2 separate regions of the Zea mays genome follow, and region 1 is linked to region 2. Evidence: chromatin contacts called from public Hi-C data. All regions are on one chromosome and are shown on one strand. The core of a region is the stretch at or near the end of the contact, and the rest is flanking DNA. Distances in the headings are between cores, read along the strand shown.

Region 1 (4,798 bases), core at 1,265-3,764, 100 kb before region 2:
TACCGCTCGGTCTGCTCCAACATTGTATCCAACGTCTTGGTTTTCGGATAATATCGTACTGAGGCATGATACTATAGGTGTTTCATTTAGAGAGTTTGATAATATGTATACTATGTGGCAGTCTTAAATTTTGGAATATGACACCATACGCTGTGAATAGCCTAATGACAAAATAATGAAACTATGACATTTACGTCATTATGTTGTGCAACAAATCTACAAACAACTCATTAAGTTTATGAGGCGTTTGGATCCATTCATTTTGGAAGATTGGAATTTACTTCATAAAACAATCTACTTAGCTTGAAATTTAACATTCCACCATTTTCAAAGGTTCAGATATAAGCCTATATCAAATTCATGGGGTATAAGATGTGAAATGATTCTATGTATCAGTAGAATTTGTTTCTACTCTACAACATAGACGCTTTTCGACTCACTCCTTTATAGTAAAAATATAGCACATAAATATCTCCGACATCTTGCTAATAATAGTATACAGATATATATTTTACATAAAATCGAATTAGATTAATTGATATGTGCCTAAATTATTATTATTAGAATGAAATTCAATTCTAAGCATCCAAACATGACGTTTGAGAAAATGACGTACAAAGTTTTCCTACTTACGTTGGATCATAGTGCTTAACGGAAATGATGTCTGGAAGAACATTTTTCGAAATTCGATGTAGGTCAATCAAACGACAGATCAAAAAATACATAGAGCGGTCACAACTCATAACTAAGTAAGTAGTTAACCGGAACTTACATTGCTAATGTCAATGACGCAGTCGCAGTAGGTGCATTTGGTACGCGGTTTTGCAAAAAGCTCACCAAGTCGGAGGGTGAACGACTGGGTTGCGCTTCTTATTTTTTCAGCAAGACCCAACCCATTCATAATCCACGAACTGAAAAAGGTGCAGCATTCATTTCTGTTAGGGTTTAGATTTTATGGTAGTATCTTTCGCAGACATAAGATAAACTCAAGCGAGAACTTTCGAAGAAAAAAATAATTTAGTGAAACGACGACGTGTAGCAGAAACATGATCAAAAGAGCATTTGACCCATGGACCGGCCGTTGACGTGCATGCAATTTTGGAGCTGCTAACTTTCCCCAATCACTGCCACACTGTGTCCCATCCCACTATGATTCAATCCTGCTCCTCGTCTCCATTTGAATTTGGTTGTACTTTGCCAAGGGTGCTATGCCACAGCAAACATACCAGGAGGCTGAACAGAACAGAGCACTCTGGCTGACACTTGACCTTGCACGACCCTTAGATTACAGTCACCATAATACACTATTTGTTCCGACAGCAGTGACTGCCATTTCCGCACCACCTCTTGCTTGGGGCGATAAACAATCTACGCGTTGGGATCTGAAATCTCTTCTTTTTTGCGACCACATCAGGTTTCTTTGGTAGATGGTGTAAAATAGAAGACGTCAAACTGACTATACTGTTTGCAAAGTGAAGCGGGGGATTGTGATTGTAGATCTGCTAAATCATCCAAGCCCAGTGCCAGATAAGGTCAGCCGCGTCGCGACCAGGCAATGCCCAACTCCTAGGACTTGTCAGTCTTATGGGAAAAAATAATAAACTCCTTAGGCTTCCTTCTAGCGGAAGATTCCTCTTGCGCCTCAACATGCACCGGATGACCGGAGTGTATAAAGCAGTAGAACTTGGCATGATTCAGTACTCTGCATTTCCGCCTCCAGGAAATGCAATCTCCAAAGCTGCCTTGTACTAGAACACACAGATTCCAATTTCCAAATCCCCTCTCTTCCTCACAATGATCACAGATCGATGGAGCTCAGCCGGCGTCGGGTCAGCTGTGATGGACCCAATAGACTGCACAGGATCCATCTCCACACTCGGTAGGTCCGCAGCAAACAGAAGATTCCTCTGCTTCCTCAATCCTCACAGCGGATGCTTCCTCTTGCACCCCCGCAGGCTGCAAAGTGGCTTGCCTTCTGGCCGGACAGGCCGGTAAACCGCAGATGGACGCGGCCCCCCACCGTCTACATGGGCTCGGAACTCGTCTCCGGCCGACCTAGAGCACATTCCGACGTGGCTCAGAGATCATCCTCCCCTCCTGTCGCCGGCAAGCCCAGGGGCATCAGAGCGGCCTCATAAAAAACCAGAGCCGTCCGGCTCACGAAACCAACCCCACGCACGCACCGGAACCGCCGCCTCGTCGATCAATCGGCCCGAGAAACCGAGAGGGCCAGCCGCTCCAAATCCGCAGACCACTCCCGACCCCAACCCGGCTGCACACACGAGCGAACCGTACCCACCCCAACCCGGGTGCACACACGAGCGAACCCGACGGCACCGATGGTCCGACGGAGCGCAAAGCTAGTAATAAGGAAGAAGAAGAGATCGACGTCTTACGTATCCATGGCCGGGAGCGGCCCGGCGGGGCAGCGGAGCGGGAGCCGGCTGTTGCTGCTGCGGGTGGAGCGCCGCGCACCCCAGCAGTAGTAAGAGAGGGCAGAGAAACTTGTGAGAGAACTTGTGAAGCCTTGAGGCGTGCGTCTGCGTGTGAGCACCGGGTGGCCGCGGGCCGTGGCTTTTATACTAGGAACGGGCTGAGGCTGAGCGGAGTGGGACAAGTCAGAGACACGATCTGTCCAAAGAGGTAGTCGTCGGAATTTTAGATTAGGGAGAGTGGCATGATTACATTTAATAACACTGTATATATAACAAACATAAATATAAGTAAAGAGTTTATAGGAACACCCCACAGGCCCACACAAACTCATGAAAGTCGTACAAAGATGTTATATTAAACAGTGAATTCCCAAATTCGCTTGAAGTGGCTTACATGCCAACAAAAATACTTACATAGTAATAGTACTTTAGACACTAAGACCAACTCTAGCAGACCGTTTATCCGTATTTTACACCCCATCGGCTATGGGTTCCACCAAAAATAGATGCTCGGTTTCCAACAGCATCCCTATTCGGTCGTGGCTTCTAGCATCCGCATGCATCGAATCACGTGTCCTCACAACAAAGTTAATGTCTCGAATTAGTTGTGGGGAGGAGAGAGAAACCGTGTGAAAAGGGAGTGCATGGAGCTCCACCAATTTTGCATCTCATGATAGGGAGTCTGCTGGGAGGGTGAACAGTACTCGTGGGCGTGCAAAATAAGGATACGGGGCCGTTTACGGTGTTTGTTGGAGTTGGCTGCCTCCAACAAGAAACCCTAAAGGGTCCTCTACCCTAAATATAGAGTATCAAATGGTCCTCTACGCTCTCCAGTAGTGTCCTCTAAATGGTCCTCTAAATTTAGAGGACGCTACTGGATTCTCTATATATAGAGTTTCTCTAAACGGTCCTCTATCTATTTCAATACTTTAAATAATCGGTTTAGCAAAACTAAAATATGTACAATACATTTTAGAGTATCACAAATATGTATGTACAAAAAATAAAATAAAAAATATCTCTATGTTAGTGTAGTTCAAGGCTCACACAAACAATCCTTTAACAACGCCTTTGTTTAAGAAATTGTATGAATGCTACTAGATTCTAGGTACGACCATTACTCCTCTTTTTTCACTAGATATGATCTCTAACACATAAGCATGTTCGTGCAACCTGCTTCGTTATCACACCGAATTTAGGATATGACCGTTTTTTCTATTTCATGGGTTTTAAGGTTACAACCCCACCCCACCCATCCAACCCTTCTTTCACCGGATAGGACCCATACCACATACCAGGGAAGCTTGTCTGACGCAAACCCTTCCATTTTTATAACTTCACTAGATTTAAGGAGATTGACGCCCTCATCTCCACCCCCAATCATCCACCCATTTTTCACCAGATACAACCTCCACCACATAAATATGTCCACTGCAGATCGCTCCACTATCCCCACCGAATTTAAGGTATGACCATTTTTACTTTTAATGAGATTTCAGAAGGCTAGCACCCCCACCCATCCACCCCCATTTCACTAGATATGACCCATACCATATAAGCCTCCCATCGCAAACCCTCTGCTACCCTCCACCAAAATTTGTGTACTACTGTTTTTTTTCGTTTCACTAGTTTTTAAGAAGGTTCAAACCCTCACCCCCATTCACCCTTTTTACTAGATACCCCCACCACAGATACCTGCCCCAATGCATCCCGCTCCACAATTCCCACCGAATTTTAATTAGGTGCGATAATTTTTCATTTTCAATATATTTAAGGATGTTACAACCCTCACCCCACCTATCCACCCCATTTTTTCACTCGATACAACCCATACCACATAAGGGTTTCTCTATAGACACAACTAATCTGTCCATCGGGGTCAAACATTATAGGAGCATTATAGTTTTATAGTTAGGATTTATAGATTAAGGAGGGTGACATTATTACATTTAACACTGAAAATTTAACAAACATATATAAGTAAACAAATTATGGAGACACCACATAAACTCACAAATATATTACAAAGATGTTAAATTGAAAAGTTAATTCTAAAATTCACTTGAAGTAGCTTACATGCCAACAAAAACACTTACATAGTGGTAATACTCAAGACAATAACATTAGTGTTGTCCTGTCACACCCGGTTTTAGAAGGTAAAACGAATGCGAACCATGTACGTGCCAGAATCAGAAATTCACGTACGCATCGATTACATAATTGGACATCATCACGCAATGCTCAAATAATAGCGGAAATAAGTATAACTTTATTACATAATGATGTCCAAAACATCCACATAGTCATTAACTTAAACATAAATCAAAGTGTTGAATGAAACATAGTAAGATAAGGCCTTCATA
Region 2 (4,177 bases), core at 192-2,691:
CGATCATGCCATAGGTGTTGTTATGGTCCTGGCCCCGCCTGACGCGGGTGCAATCCTGCGCGGGGTGGTGGTTGGTTGAGGTATTCGCACCATGGAGTTCGTCGGGGTAGTTATCACTGAGGTCGGTGGGACGAGCCTGCCTCCGCGATCGGTGCCCTCGGAGAAGGCCTATTCTCGGATGGATTCACGATGCAATGCAGGACGCCTTCTCGATCCACAATGCGGGAGAGGGATCCAAAGCAGAAAGCCTCATGGAGTTGAATATGATCGGAGTGTTGAAGATGATAGCCATGGAGTCGTCGGGAATCAATGTCGCACCCCCTACCTGGCTTGCCTCACTAGGTCAAGCTTATCCAGCCTGGTTGCGGTTCGAGGGCATGCCTTGCTAGGCAAGTCATTGGGAGGCCATCAAGCAAACCTCAGGCGAGTCGCGGCTGCATCTCCCATCCGAAGTTGGCCTCGAGCGAGTCGTGAATGTGTCTCCCGCCCGAGGTTGGCTTCGGACGAGACGGAATTGCATCTCCTGGACGAGGTCAGCCTTGGGCGAGACGGAACTACGTCTCCCGCCTAGAGCTGGCATCGAGCGAAACAGAACTGCATCTCCTTTCCGGTATGCGGGTCACTGTAGAGACTTCAACGATGAGGTCTCTACGACCGGGGTTGACTGTCCCCATACGTCAGTGGGGGGTTGCCTGGGACAGTACATGACAATGCACCGTTTGACGTTTGTCGGGACCCTTTGACATCGTACCCGAGTCCTGGACGTGGTTTGGTGATGACCCGTCTTGTCACGCTGACGCGGGCCCGTAGCATTGGGTCGGCCTTTCTCTTACACCAGTTAGATTGGTACGGGATCTGGTCACTTTGTCCCGCCTCGTGGGGTTGCTCGTCATGAAGTTGGTCGTCCGCTTCGCCTTGCGTGGTTGCTCGGTAGGGACTTGGTCGTCCGCTCCGCCTCACGGGGTTGCTCGGCAGGGACTTGGTCGTCCGCTTTGTCTCGCGGGGTTGGTCGGGAGGGACTTGTTTGTCCGTTTCGCCTCGCGGGGTTGCTCGACGGGGACTTGGTCGTCCGCTCCAGCTCGCAGTGTTGCTCGGCAGGGGCTCAGTCGTCCGCTTCGCCTCACGAGGTTGCTCAACGGGAACTTGATCGGTGGGCCGTTCCTAAGGAATTTCTTGGGCTTGACACCCAGTTCCTAGATGCCAGACAATTTTATTATGTCTAATTAATCGATGATTAACAAATCTTTTTCTTGCATAGCAAGACGCAAGACAAACTGAGTCGCACAGTGTACACTGGACACGGGCCAGTCAGTACCTGGCAACGGGCAGTGTCGCTAGGGATATGCGCTTGCATTTGTTTCGGGCTGCCTCAGCCTGACTCCTTCGCGGCGAAGCAAGGAAGGAGGCAGAGGCACGGGTGACGCGTGGCCGGGGACTCGCTCGATCTCGGGTAAAACCACGATGCCGTTGTGATTGGGCCCAACTCTTCCCACTTACTGCAAAGAGGCCCAGTACAATAACTCAGTGATGGAAGTGCAGAAACCCTGTCACGACGCTTAAAGGCCCATACAAAAGCCTGGTGCAGACTAGCTTTGCTCATGCCTGCCTGGTTATTAACGCAAAAATCCCGTCAGGTTCATGCACCAGGCCAGTCAAGTCAACGGACGCGGAGCAAAGGCATGGTACTCTCAAGCCAGCGTACCCGCCGAGTCGCAGAAACCCTGTCTGGCTTGAGATTTCGCTCGGGTGCTAGACTAGACATGGCATGGCAAGCTGACAGGGGACATCCCGGATGGAAAGAAGAGAGCGCACAGAATGTTCGGACTACAGTAACAACTAACAAGAGTTGTGTACACAGAATTCAGCTTAAAAACAATCAGTAACCCATCCGTCAAAAAAAAGTTACTTCTTCCGTTGGTAGTCATTCTATTTTTCTTTTAAAATTTAAAATATTAAATTTAACCAAATTTATACAATAAACTAATAGCATTTATGATATAAAGAGATCATTACATTTTTTATATCAATTATATTTTTACAGTATTACATTTTTTGTAATTCTCTTTATAATTCTAATTAACCTTGAAATAGTTTAGTCTTCTAAAACAACTTTATAATTTAAAGTAGAAAGAGTAGCATTTTTAGTATCTAGCACGAAAAGCGTGATGAAGGATAATAGAACGATACTACCCCTACAAGTTTTTCTTTCTTTTTCTTTGCTTGGTTCCAAGGTGATTCGCAGCCACGCCACCGGGTTACAGCTGCCAGAGCAGTACAAATTACACTAGATGACACCCTATATCGATGTTTATTTTAGGACAAATTTTGACTCTAAATGCGTGGATATTCTCAGTACAGATTACAGATGACACCCTATATCGGCGTTTATTTTTGGATAAATTTGAACTCCAAACAGGCGCTTATTTGGTTTAGACCTTATGGTCCTGTTTGGACGTAGATATTCAAGACTGGAATTGGAAATTGTAATCAGGATTTCTGAATTCTGTTGTTTGGTTGTCTATTAAATTCAGAGCTGGAATTAAAGTTCAATTTCATGAAATTGGACTTCAACTAAAAAGTGTCCCTCCCAATTCAGAGCTAAGAATCTAGGTATTGGATGTAATTGCAATCCTAGATACATCCAAACAATAGATTTATATGAAACTCATTTTCAATATTAGACAGATTTGGTATTGGGTCTAATCCAATTTTAACATCTCCAATATCTACTTTCAAACAGACCCTTAGGTATTTCTACCTTGGAAATTTGTACAGTGGAGCAATTGGCCTGTCTATGTACGTATAAATAAGTCCTTGGTTTTACCATACAAAGTTCGGATATGAGGTCAAGCTAAGGCTGTGGCAAACGATGCATACAAATACAAGGCTGAAGCAAGGACCGGTTCTACGGACAAAACAAAACATCAAGTAAGAACAAATCCATATGCAAATTATACTCCCTCTGTTCTCGAATATTTATACGCACAAATAAAAAAGAACTGAGGGAGTATCAATCATCTGACGAGCAAGGTCCGGTTCTACAATATGTAATTCTGAAATACCACTTGGATTGCAATCTACAACAGCCTTTTTGAGTTTATATATATCAATCAGGGAAGTAATGAATGACAATGACAAACCGCTCAGCTCATGCACACCCAGCCAGGACCAAGCGTGCGCTATGCCGTTAGATCCTCCTCCCATGTTCTATTACACATTAGAGAATCATGTGCTCACCCCCATCCATGAACCAATTCTTCCCCAAAGCATTTGTTCAACTACGTTAGGCAACCGTACCAGGTGAACTGCCACAGATATCCCATGGACAGCAGCTTTGCAGCGGGGCAGTGTGGCACTGGCACCCACCCACCCACGCACAACAGGTTGCAGGGTAGTGGGCCATAAAACCTAGCCACTTTCTCTCCTGCAGTTGCCCGGTAGAAGGTATCTAAACCGGTCGACATTCCTTAGCAGATAGCTAGGAAGATGAACGCCAGAATACGTGCTCGGGATCGGCCCCAGCTTGGCGATGATCTCTTGGAACGTGTACTCTTCTGGAAGCATATCGAAAAGGTCCGCCCCTCTGCAGATGACATCTTGGATCCTCTCAGGGTTCAGGAAGTACTTGAACCTGATCCGGTCGACGTGGCTATACGCTTGCATCTTGAATGCGAAATCGCTTATGTAGCGGAAGCAGAAGCTGCAATGCCACCCTGAATCGGCGAGGAGCTCGTCTGCCTGCCGGAAGTGCGCGTACCTCGTCTTTCCAGCTTGGTACTTGTGTATCGATGCCCTCCAGCTCTTGTCGTCCAGGAAAAACTCGAACGAGTAGAGATAATTCCTGAGCTGAAGGTGAAGTATGTCTGGAATGCCGTCGCACCACCTTAAGAGATCGATTGTGTGGCCGCTCGGGATTTCATCAACGTCCGACATGATCAGCAGGTCATCGTCTTCTATTCTTGCAAGCTTAAGAAGCCGGTCCAGGGCAACCCTCTGATATGACTCCTCAACAAATGGGTTCTCCCCCTTCACGAACCTTCCCCCAATATTACCATATGTCAGCCGTGATTTAGCGAACCCAAAACGGTGCTTGTTTTCCTTGAAGTGGAGGGGCTTTTTTATGCCAGTAAAGGTTGAGTTGGATTCAAGAAGCACAAACTCGGACACATAGGGACTA

The links. Hi-C and Micro-C count contacts between places; a contact is called where the count stands out from the background.
Region 1: a contact with region 2 is called in a Hi-C map of ear, with 9 times the contacts expected there. The contact joins the promoter of LOC100280364 here to the enhancer-like site in region 2. A contact is called at or near these places in 2 of 25 Hi-C or Micro-C datasets (both in ear).

Annotation. Positions count from the first base shown.
Region 1 is chr2:39,103,172-39,107,969 of Zm-B73-REFERENCE-NAM-5.0, reverse strand. LOC100280364 reads right to left here and starts at 2,514. Exons shown (of 8, transcript NM_001153290.1): 1 at 2,397-2,514; 2 at 773-911. The coding sequence starts at 2,404.
Region 2 is chr2:38,998,770-39,002,946 of Zm-B73-REFERENCE-NAM-5.0, reverse strand. It overlaps LOC100282445 (acetylglucosaminyltransferase/ transferase, transferring glycosyl groups), which reads right to left. Exons shown (of 2, transcript NM_001176244.1): 2 at 2,992-4,177. The coding sequence ends at 3,409. Among protein-coding and RNA genes, the nearest start is that of LOC100282445, 4.0 kb to the right of the region's middle. Within about 2 kb of position 1,441, at least 17 of the 20 cell types and tissues checked have an H3K27ac peak or open chromatin away from gene starts, as enhancers often do. A contact at or near this core is called in ear, where this site is marked.